2 separate regions of the Anas platyrhynchos genome follow, and region 1 is linked to region 2. A link is a contact called in public Hi-C data. All regions are on one chromosome and are shown on one strand. Each heading gives the region's core, a stretch centred on a gene start, on an enhancer-like site or on the middle of the called end of the contact. The rest is flanking DNA. Distances are from core to core; before and after follow the strand shown. Region 1 overlaps LMTK2 (lemur tyrosine kinase 2). Region 2 holds the start of LOC101803770 (parvalbumin, thymic CPV3).

The links. A called contact is a pair of places that touch in the nucleus more often than the background predicts.
Region 1: a Hi-C map of liver shows a contact between it and region 2, with 2.3 times the contacts expected there. The contact joins the enhancer-like site here to the promoter of LOC101803770 in region 2. A contact is called at or near these places in 3 of 8 Hi-C or Micro-C datasets (liver, skeletal muscle and subcutaneous adipose tissue).

What each region holds. Positions count from the first base shown.
Region 1 is chr15:12,785,837-12,791,460 of IASCAAS_PekinDuck_T2T, reverse strand. LMTK2 (lemur tyrosine kinase 2) reads right to left here. Exons shown (of 15, transcript XR_011803508.1): 7 at 3,357-3,490; 8 at 627-711. Among named protein-coding and RNA genes, the nearest start is that of BHLHA15, 17 kb to the left of the region's middle. Within about 2 kb of position 1,955, at least 1 of the 8 cell types and tissues checked has an H3K27ac peak or open chromatin away from gene starts, as enhancers often do.
Region 2 is chr15:12,706,721-12,712,975 of IASCAAS_PekinDuck_T2T, reverse strand. LOC101803770 (parvalbumin, thymic CPV3) reads left to right here and starts at 3,461. Exons shown (of 4, transcript XM_072023791.1): 1 at 3,461-4,837; 2 at 5,211-5,343; 3 at 5,768-5,877. The coding sequence starts at 4,777. It overlaps LOC113845268 (a long non-coding RNA gene), which reads right to left. Exons shown (of 5, transcript XR_011803524.1): 4 at 506-611.

The DNA.
Region 1 (5,624 bases), core at 706-3,205, 80 kb before region 2:
GAACAAACATCGGGACAACTTCCAGAAGCTGACTATCTTTTTTTCCCTAATCTGTTTTTATGTGATCACTACGTGTAAAATGAGAACTAAAAAAGTAATCTCATTTTACCAAAGTAAAAGAGAATAAAGCTAGAGAAAATAGGCATTCAAGAAATCCATTTCTTGTATACAATAAAATTGAGTATCAATTTTTGTTTAATGTTTGGTACTCAAAACGTTGAACACTTCGCATTTTTCACTTTCTTGGTATATGTAAGTATTTCGAACATTTTCATTAAGCAATTTGATAGCATTTTTCCTTTCTTAGAACATTCAAATTTTTTGGCATAGCACCTGTCAAAATCATTATTTTAGGGCTACTGCACAACATGACATACAACATAAATTTAACCAGAAACTTCTATAAGCAAGAACTCCATTTCTGGAAAGATCGTTTATTCCATTACATGACCTTGCTACAGTTCTTTGCCAGTTACTCTGAGAAGTTCACTATTCAGAAAGATAAAAAGGACTATGTGGGATCAGTTCACGACCTTATAATATGCTTGTTATAATCTCAGGCTTTCAAATCCTTCAAAAAAAATTTAACGTACATTAAATTTAATGTACATTACCAATTAACTTACCTTATATCTACTGAATCCTATACCATAATCTCCTACTTTGATATTTAAATCAGATGTAAGAAAGCAATTTCGTAAGGCCAAGTCACTGCAATGGCAAACAAATAAATAGTAAGAACAAACCAAGAAGTCTTCAATTAAAAATAAGACAAATGGGTTAAAAGAAGTAACACTACTCAGAAGAGTCAGACCACAGCTTGAAGTATCAAATTTAAAAAGCCACAAAATTTTACAAAAATAATCAAAAATACACACATTTACAGGTTACGGTAGCCAAGTGACAGGTGCAGATTAGTAATATGAAATAACTAGTGCTAAGGATTCAATATCCACACTATATACACTTCGGTAATTTTATTCAGATGAGCTGTAGCCTGGTCCCATAGACCAAAAGGCTCGTAAAAGCTGGAGCAAGTTAAGCATGCACCTGAAGCTACCTCTCCGATTCTCTTTGGATATAGTTAAACCAGTCCATGCACTCCAGAAGATCAACTCAATACAAGCCCAGGCACAGTAACTGGCAACAGTAGGGAGATTCATTTCAAAAGCACAATTTTGATTCAAACTAAACGTGCAGATAGTTCTTCTGTTGCTTGTATTTTCATCAAGTTTTAAGAATATATATAAAGCAACAATTGATTCCCAATTTCACTAGGAGACTGCAGACACCGTAGTTCTGTCACTCTTCACTCATACTAAGCAACCAGTAATATATTAAACACACATAAGTTCCTCTAAATAACAGTCACATGTTACATTTGAACTAGAACTATACATAGTCTTTGAGAAAGACCATAAGAAGAAATCATGTTTCATAAAAGTTCCTTTAATAAAGGAACAAAAAAGCTCTTGAATATACATTTCCAGTTTCCACTATAAACCAGACAAGTGCTCATAGCCAGCACTGTTGCTGTAATAATAGCAAGAATCTTTTGTAGAAATCCCATCGTGCAAACTCAGAAATCTATGCAAGTTTAATGAAACTGCATGCTTACTACGAAACTATAGCCATGACAGCAAAGAGTTCCACATGCTAATTGCTCAAATATTTTGCTTCTCAGTTCCACAGAAGGGTACTAGGCAATTAAGTGCACTGGAAGAATTCTACCATTGCTTCTGTGTAGATTTAAAAAAAGTAGTCTCTGAAGTGTAGATGGTCTGAAAACCATACAATTTCCCTACTTCAAAAGAGTAAGTTTTTTTTCCACTTTGAGAACCGTTGAACCTCATGGGTCAGAAACATTTGTAACCTTCAAGTACGCTCCAAAGCTTTCCAACTTGTATCATACTATTTAAATAAATATCCCAGAAGAGAAGATAAAGTTTAGCTGCTAGAATTTACCACTAACAACAAAATCACTGATGCTGGAGTTTTACCACTTACTCTGACAGCATCAGGATAGTGCTGCTAGAAGTAAACATTTACAGTGATAATTTTGGAGATCCAAAGAATAACTATTTATCAAGTTTTAACTGTACTTCACTGAAAACACACTGTTAAATTTAATACCTACAAAGCCACGCTGCTGCAATACAAGAAACAGTGATCACTCAGTTTAGAAGGTACAACTGGTACTACCTTCAAGTAACTTGAAATTGTTAAACAGGTTAAAAGCTCTGCTTATCTGGCACCAGCTGAGTCTAGGATTGGGGGATTTCTTAGGGTTTTGTTGTTTTACACATGCACTTTTTAAGACTGAAGTTTAATAGTTCAGCTTCTCCCTGAACACAAGGTCTCCGCTTTCTCAAAGTAGTACAATGCATTGACCAGCAAATTCCTGACATGCTGAAAGGGATGATACAAGTGCTGTTTCTACAGCAAAGAACAGGCTGACCCAATACCCACACAGAATAAACTATCCTGAGATATATCAGGTTTCATCAGGTAAGCCATGTCTGGAGAGCAAGTACTCTAATATAACATTACAAGTCTAAGCTTGATGTCTCCAGCTCCTTAACAACTTTACAATTAAAGCAAAAAAAAATTTTTTGTCATAGTTCAGAGCACTGAGCTTCATGACTGCATTTTTCTTACCTGTTAAAACTACTGCCATTTTTTCAGTAGTAACTGCATCATCTTTTAATAAAATAAAGAAATCCAGGCCTTCCCCCACCACTAAAATGAAATTGTTCTCCCATTTTGATCTGACTAGCTCCATTACTTTAGATTAAGAGACACTGAAGATAAACAGTGCTTTAGCAAGAGATCACCTACTTCAGTCAGATTTTTCAATTTAAGTCAGCTTCTCCCTTAACATATTAAAAGAGTAGCAACTTTTTTTTTCCATTTTTAGTAACAAAGGTAATGGATTACAAAAATTCTAAATTGTTATAATCTACAAAAATACAGTCCAAAAGATTGATTCTAACAACATTTTAGTTTTATCCCCCCAACCCCTAACACACATACCCCCAACAAAACAAACTTAATTTGTGCAAGAATTAATCAAACAACTACATCTTCTGGATTGGCCTAGCAGTAGGCTGTGTTCTGCAGTCTGCAGATCACCTAAAAAGAAGGTGATCAGCTTACAGTTGCACAAAGACTGTAAGACCTTATCACTGCAGTTAAATTAGCATCTTCAAAAACATCACACCTTCCTGACATAGGATATGTAAATTAGATGAAAGTCTATTAAACTAGTGTCTTTAAAATGTGCCGATTTGAATGAAAACACCTACATGATTTTTGGAGTGCACCGTAACAAAGAGTAACTTATCTGGAAAACGTACCTATGCACAAAATTATGCTTATGCATTACAGCAAGTCCAGCAGCAATCTCACATGCCATTCTCTGTAGCAGCATTATTTGTGAATCTCCTTTAATGTGGTCCTGCTCGTTGCAAATATAAGTTTTTAGGTCACCCTGTAAAAGAAGTTGTAAATACTTAGCCTTGTGTATTAGGTGAATCTAAACAATACTTCATGAAGAGCCAGCTAACTAACTACGTTACTTATTTACCAGTGAACAAGGTTAGTACTAGTTATAAATAGATTTGTGCTTAATAAAGAATCTCCTTAAGTTTCAGTCATCACTTGTATAAGAAGTCATGTAAGGCATATGGTATTGTCCTTTTAAGGGTTTTTAATCACATCATTTAGGAGTTAATAATCTAAATCACACTGCCACATAAAACATAACTGTCATACAATAATACTTTCCATTAAAAATGTGATGAGCTTCTGTGTGTGTTTTTTTTATTTTTTTTATTTTTTTTTAATTTTTTTACATGTGATCAATTTCAATTGCTCCCCATCAGCAGTTGTCTGTCTGGCATATGAAAGGGGATGGAAGGAAGAGAGCACAGAAAACTGTTTTAGACATTGCCAGCTCACGAGAGCTTTAGATATTAAAAGACCATGATACAGCCCACTCCCATCATTCAGGCACCAGAGGATGGCAGTAGTTTTGTTGAACCTAGGCATTGCTGATCAGCATCCATACAACTTACAAGCCTACAGAAGCACTCCATAAATTACAAAAAAAAAAATAGCTTTGAAACAGATGGAAAAATAACTGGGAGTTGTCAAGCATCTTCCAGTCTTGCTTTTCCTGTGTAGGAAAATCTAAGAAAAGTAAGAGAACAAGTTTCTTACGCCACTGATCTTACTTTCATTTGTACACAACTTTTAACCTACTGCTTCTGTATTTTTATTATTATTTAAATTGCAGCCTTCTTGCGAGTTTACCAGAAGATTTCAAAAATTGTTTTTGTTTTTGAAGAAAATTTATTGTATCAGGACTACACAATACATTACATCACAACTTATTTTACCAGCATAACATACTGGGCTATAACTGTACACACCAACCGTGCCTAAACCTTGGACCAGGAAGAAGACTGAAAAGTCTGAGATCAAACACACAAGGCAGCAGTCTTTGCTAAGAAGTGTAATCTTCAGAAAAGAATGAAAGACCGCTAAACTTCTGTTCTTCTGATGTTCCTGTACGTTACAAAGCTGTAACTAAAGCATCTAATTTCTCCTTAATAAGGCAATTAAAAGTGACAATTTACAGTTCTCTTAATTCAAGCAGTAGATTGCAATGCACCACACAGACATCTAATAGTGCAGTGATACCTAAGAACTAATTGACTGGAGAGTCACAAATCCGAGTTACAATATTTAATAAAATAAGAAATGGGATGAACGGTCTGCTAAAAAGCAGACACTACTCCTACATAAAACAATTTTAATTTGTTTTAAACAAGAACAGATCCAACAGTACTTGCAAGCAACTATTCTGTCTTCATCTGCTTTATACACGCTACTTACACTACAGAGCTAGTAGGTAGAGCTAATACCACTTTGTGGCAAAAAACGTATAAGCTCTAAGACTGTTTGATGTTGTAGAAACCTTCATCACATTCTCTTTATCCTGTTTTCAGCTACTAATTAGACAACATTTAAGTATTTGCATCCTACAGAATTGTGTTTTTAAAAAAAAGTCTCCATAAATGTTATTATATCTTGCAATTACAGCTTTAATATCACAGACTCATACATGTGTATAAACACACAAACACATGCTTCCCTTTCTGCCTTGCCAGTGCAGATTAACGAGAACAGAATTCCGAAGAACAAGATGAACAGTGTTCGTATCATATATTCTCAATTGCATAGCCTAATGAAGTACAAAAATCCAGTTTAACTGACTCTAGATGGCAGCACGCTGCTGCACAAACGATCCTGTGAAACTGTCATCCCTTGAAACAGCAACTGGTTACTCACAGTTTGTCCCACGTGGATTAAGTTCTTAAGATGCCTGAAATGTGCTAAGGAATTACTTTTTAATTTTTAAAAGCCTTAGTAACAGCAGTGCTATGCGGCGTCCTTTATTTAGTAAATAATTCCCTTATTTAGTAAATAATTCATGTAGACACGTATTTATAGGAAATGCAAGTTGTATTAAATCCAGCATCCTGAGCCACACAGGTTCTGTTCCCCTCATCCTATTAAAAGCAACAATCAAAGTTAAAATATAGCTTTTTTTTTTTTTT
Region 2 (6,255 bases), core at 2,212-4,711:
GAAATACAACCATGTGTAAAAGGCCTTTGGTAACAGTATAGTACTGCTGTACAGATCTGTTACAGGCCACAAAAGGCAGCATCCAGATTCTTTGACAGTCTTTAACCTTAGGGCACAGTTACTTTTAAAACACACAGAAAATCTGAACACCTTAGATTTTCAAAGATCAGTCCATCTCATACTACCTACAATGCCGACAGCAGTCAAAACCATCTTAGATGATTATGTTTAGGGTCACAATGAGAAAATAGTGTTACTGAGTCACAGAAGCACTTGCAAGTGCATTTGAAGACAAGCACATAGCATATATAATGCTAGCAGAGATCTTCCAGGACAGCTTTTTAAGTGGAAAAGTATTATGTTCATAGCCATCTCTATGAACTAGCTATGTTATTAATATTAGCATATTATCATTCTGAAATTTTCTCATTTACACACAATGATAAGGACATAACTTGAACTGGGGAAAGTGCACACGATACTGCTCCTAACACACAAGGAATACCTGTCTCTGTTTAGCTCCAGACCCACGGTGCTGTGGGATGTGTCCTGTATCTTGGATTCAACAGTCTAGATCTCTGCTCAGTCTTCAGGGTAATATCCTCTGCTTGCTGCAAAGGAAAAAAAACCTTTGTCACTGAGGCTTCTGAGGCCTGGATTACATCGTTCATTGTAATAATGTGAAGTACAGAATAAAACTCAGATAATAAACCATGTTCTTAAACCTCTCTGCTAAATGTGGTAAAAGCTATGACCCAGCAGACCACTCAGATAAGATTCTGTATTTTTTTTTCTATACAAGTAAAGCATGTACTTTGAGAGACATCTTGAAGCAGCAAGATGTAACACATGTCATTGCAGAGACCCTTTCCAGCGAGAGCAGCTATATTCACACTGAGATTCTCTGCCATCACCACTGAGACATCAGCACTCATGACCAACCACATAGGTCGACGAGTATCTGTTTTAGTTACTTCCAAGCTCATTACAAAGGCAGACTCTGTTATCCAGGATCATGATACAACTGTTCTAGCCCTAACGCTACGAGGGCTGAAAGATGGAATTGTTTGGGGTTTAGAACAGCTGCTACAGCATCTCTTTACACTACCGTAGCAGGTCTCAGGTTAACACCTCTCCTCTGATCTCATCTGAGACAACTCCTGACATTACTTTGCATCTGCTTCAAGTCATGTCTTGGGTTGATTTTCCGATTAACTGTACTTTATACCAAACAGAACAGAAAGAGTACAAAACTAGTCCACAATCTGTCAATTATTTACTGAAATACAACTTTCCTTTGTGAATTAGTTAATGGTACTTGATTTTTTTTTTTTGTTTTTGTCAGATTTCACTGAAAATTTATTTCAAGGTGAAAAGTAGAAGATTCCTACCAAGAACTTATCAATATGAACATTCCTTATTTTTCAGAACTACATCTTCAAGTTCAGTTCTAGAGGTTTGAAACGAACAAACAAAAAAGGCACTAATATTCCTGTAATGCATAATGCATGCAGAGACATCTCAGGAGGAAAACAACAGAAGTAAGTTATGGAAGTACATAAATCTTAGGAAGAAAAGCTCAACAGCACTTCCAAAACTCCCTGGTAGAGCAAAAACAAACAAACACAACAAAATAAATATTTTTTCCTTGTACTTTGCAGGAACAAGTGCAACCATTCCTGAAAACTGCAATACTCAGATTCTGTATCAGATTTTGCACTACTGTAAACTGCTCATTACCTAGCAGCTGCTCTTCTTGTGGAATAAGTATTTTTTTTCTATAGCATTACATTTCCTGCACATTATCTTATATACATTTTTGTTTACAGTTCTTAGTTTTTGAGCCTCTACAGTGATTACAATCAACTAATTTAACACATATCCCAGAAGTAAGGAAAGCAGGCAGATAGTTTTGCTGTACAACAGATTAACTAGTTAAGATATCCCTTTATATAATATAGTCATCCCTGATTATTTCATTCTAATTGTAGTAGAGGGAAACCTGTACTTCAGATGCAGTCTCATTAATGAATAAATAAATACCAGTAACTCTAGATTCTCACCTGTATCAATATACAGTGACATCAACTTGATTCTGAAATTCAGCTGTTTTAGGCTTTTGTAAATCATCTTTCAGGCAGGATTAGCATTGCTTCCATTGTCAGCATTGAATTTCAAACGTTACAATATCCCAGAATAAGCAATAATAATGACCCTGTTGTAGCAATTAGCTCACTTCTATCTGACATCATATTTTAATACAACGATCATTCTGATTACTTTACTGTTGTTGAATACTCTATGCCACATGTAAAAACATTTCAGAACCCTGTATGCCACAACACAGAGTATAAGCTAACCCAAGGCCATTCTTTGAGCATTTGCTGCTTACACTTTAATACAATGCCTGAATAAGTTGCAGACATATTTTGAACTTGAGTATTATTTACTCACCTTCATCTCATTTTCCTCTATAACACTGGCTTTTAATAATTGGTGAAGTATGACAAATCAAAGATTTACACACAGCTAGAAGCTCAGCAAGCAGCGTGTAGGAGCAAGTAAAAATAAAGGAAGGCTACTATAAAGTCCAGCAGTGAAATTCTGTTCTCAGTAGAATCAATACCATTATTACAGAGGGCAAAACATCATTTCCTGTAAAAACATTTTGGTTATAAAATACGTCAAAGGGAAGCATTATGAAGACTTGTGAAATCTCTTATTAACATGAGATGGACATAAAGGAGAAAATTCACAATGGAGTGTAAAAATGTACATAGAAGGATGGGAATTATTTCCAAGTAGTTCTGCAGAAAGCAGGTATGCACTTCATTCCTACTGCAGATTATAACAGCATGCAAATCTTAGGTAGGAAGCAATATGAACACACCGTACTAAGCAAAGAGGAAAGAACATTAAATGGAAACATTAAAGAAAGAACATTAAATGGAAAGAACATTAAGAGACCTGAGATCAGATCTTCAATATACACAAATTAGCATTGTTCAATTGGTTTTCTTCAGACAATTCTAATTGGCTTCAGCCTCTTATATCTAATAGGAAGGAGTCCTTCCAGGTCACTATAAACAGTTTTCATACTGAAAGAAATAGAAGAAAGCATTCTTCTATGCAGCTGGTATTTGGGATGCTTTATCATTATGTCTGATTATTTGTGATTTATACCTCTTTTTTTTTTTTGTACAAAAGAGATATCAAAAAACGGTAAAACTGTAATTAACTGATGTTTGCTTTCTCATGTTATTTGTGATTTATATTTCTCTATCCAGCTTCACATAAACAGATGCTATGCCTGACTTCTCTCACTGACATTAAATAAATGAGTAAAAGCACCACATTCCATAAAGCACCACAATAGCAAAGTCTGATTCCTATGATTTAAAGTAAATCTATTATTGATTTTGTATAATTTAAAATAATTGAAATAAATTATTAAGAACAACTGATTATACATAATCTTCCAAGGATACAGATTAAGAACATTAGTTTATTCATCTTTGCTTAGTTACTTGGTTGTGCCATCAAGGAATGCACTGGTTTCTGTTCTAGCCCTGACTAGGGACAGCTCTGTAATTTAGAAAACAGGACACATGAAATGAAGCCTACTGTAGAAAGATTCCCCTAAATTATGCCCCACTTCCCTCCACCCCAGTGACAAGTTATCTTTGTCAGGATGAACTGTCACCTCAAATCTTTCATCTCCAACTTCTTTTATGTGCTCCAAAGGACAGACTGACTTCAGGAAACCAACCTAGTTCTATTTCATAAGGTTTTGACTGCTGGAGTCAACTTCCAGCAAGCAACTGGAGCGTCCAGAGGTTAACTGAAAATCTTTAGCACACTTGGAGTTGGAAAGGCTATATTTTGATGGCAGAGTCACACTTAATTAATCCCAAGTGGATTTATTAAAAACATTGCACTTCTTGTCCATATTATCTTAGGATATAAATAGAAAGAAAAGTTTAATTAGTTAAGGAAGAAATTTGAGCTAGGTCTCAAATCTAACATTTGATCCATGAAACAGTAACCTAAGTAGTGGTTATTGTCACCTTTTGAATCCTTTATAAGTCGGAGTGGCAAGCCAGAGCCAACAATACTATTTTGCCTGGTATCTCCTCAGCTCTATTTCCTTTACCTAGCTGAGCAAACTACAAAGGTGAGCAGCTGACTTGAGATTGGTTAAATGATGTTACTGTGTAGAGCTGCACCAGTAGTAAGTACAATACCCATTGCTCTAAGATTTTGATTGCTGGAATTACATGTGGATGGACCATCTGTAGATAAGTATGTTTTCTTTTTATTCTTCAGAGCTGGTGGGGGAGAAAACAGAAGCAAACATTCTTGACTTTATTTTTTCCCCCACTGTCTATACTGTTATTTGTATTGCCAACTGCCATGTATTTCAGTAAGAGTCATTGATAGATTGATGGCAATATTGAGTTTAATATGATGTACTTAACCAGGATGCAGGTAATAGCTTAAAAAAGATTTTAAAATTGTACATCAACTCACAATACTGTTTACGCGTTCCATCTCATTTAGAAGTATTATTTCAGCAGTACTATTTTTACAGAAGTAGCGTACTAGATCTTCTAATTTGCTTAGGAACAGCAGCAATTTCAGTCTGATCAAATAGGTTCATCTAACTTTAGAAATCATTAACCAGTATTCCTCAAAACATAGAAAAAACAATTTGTTGTAAGATGCAGTTGCATTTCATAAATCTGTTTGCAATATATTATTTTGAACAGGTTTAACATGAGCCTCACAGACATTCTAAGCCCTTCTGACATTGCTGCTGCTCTGCGGGACTGCCAAGGTGAGAAAACAATTAAAACTCTAAAAATCTATTATTTTCTGTAACACATGGCAAGTCTAATTCAGTCCCAAAAGCATACTGAACAAGCACATACTCAACAGACTTCTGTTGTCTCTTTCCGTAGCAGCTGTCACAGTGCATTTGTTCATGAGATTTCAATTTGTGGGTGGTTTGAGATTGTTTGTAACCTATCGCCCTGATTTCTTGATGTTTACCTGGGCATTGTGCAGTATAGCAAAATGTATTCTTTGTCAGCCTTCACCTACTGTTCATGTTTAGAACAATTAAAATGTAACAAAGCTGCATCCTCAGACCATTTAGGAGCAGTAAACATAGTGGTCTGGGGTTAATTTATTTATTAATTTATTTTCAGCTCCAGATTCCTTTAGTCCCAAAAAATTCTTTCAGATCAGTGGGATGTCTAAAAAGACCAGCAGCCAGCTCAAGGAGATCTTCCGGATTCTTGACAATGACCAAAGTGGCTTTATCGAGGAAGATGAGCTCAAGTAAGGATTTTCTGGGTTACTTTGCCTAGTAAGAGCCTATCCACAAATTACCACTTTTTTCTTTCCAGAACTGTTCCATAAAGGGGTGCCTCAGGTTATACTTAATATTGATAAACCCTTCACCAGATTGTGGATGGTGCATTTGAGCAGACAATCCTGACAGTCAAAGACAAATTAGTAAATACCTGTCATTACTGCGTAGTACAGAAAAAAAAACCAACACCTCCCTGGGGCTGGATTTTGGTAGTGGGCAGAATTCAATGTATCTGGGCTGGACTTACAAAGCAAAACTGTACATGAAGAAAATTTACCCTCCAGTGTTTGTAGTAGATAATCTATTTACAGATAGCTATCAGTGTGATGATACAGCCAACAAAAAATTGTATGCCCTGAAAAATCATAATCAAAGGTGCTTCCCACCTAGGTATTTCCTTCAGAGGTTTGAATGTGGAGCCCGAGTGTTAACTGCCTCAGAAACCAAGACTTTCTTGGCAGCTGCAGACCACGATGGGGATGGTAAAATTGGGGCTGAAGGTATTTATTTCCATATATAACTAAGATCCTCAAGGTGTGTTGTAAGTGATGCGTGATTCTTTTATATTGACGGCACGTTAATGTACCTCCAGTTAATTTGCTGAAACCCTCTCAGTACTGACCTGTGTGAGTGCAGAACTGGTCCCTGACCTTACAGCTTCATCTCTTCAACTCCTCATGCATGAGTAAGTCAAAAAGAAAAGAAAAAAACCCTACCCAGCTTCCTCACCGCCACTGATAGATTTCCAGTTGCTTTGCAAGGAACAGCTCCCTTTTTCTCCTCCCACCTACTCTGATGTAAAGCATCACCAGTTCACTCGTGCTACACGCATGTGAAACGAGGACAAAAGAGCCAGCCCTGCAGAGCAGAATCACCAG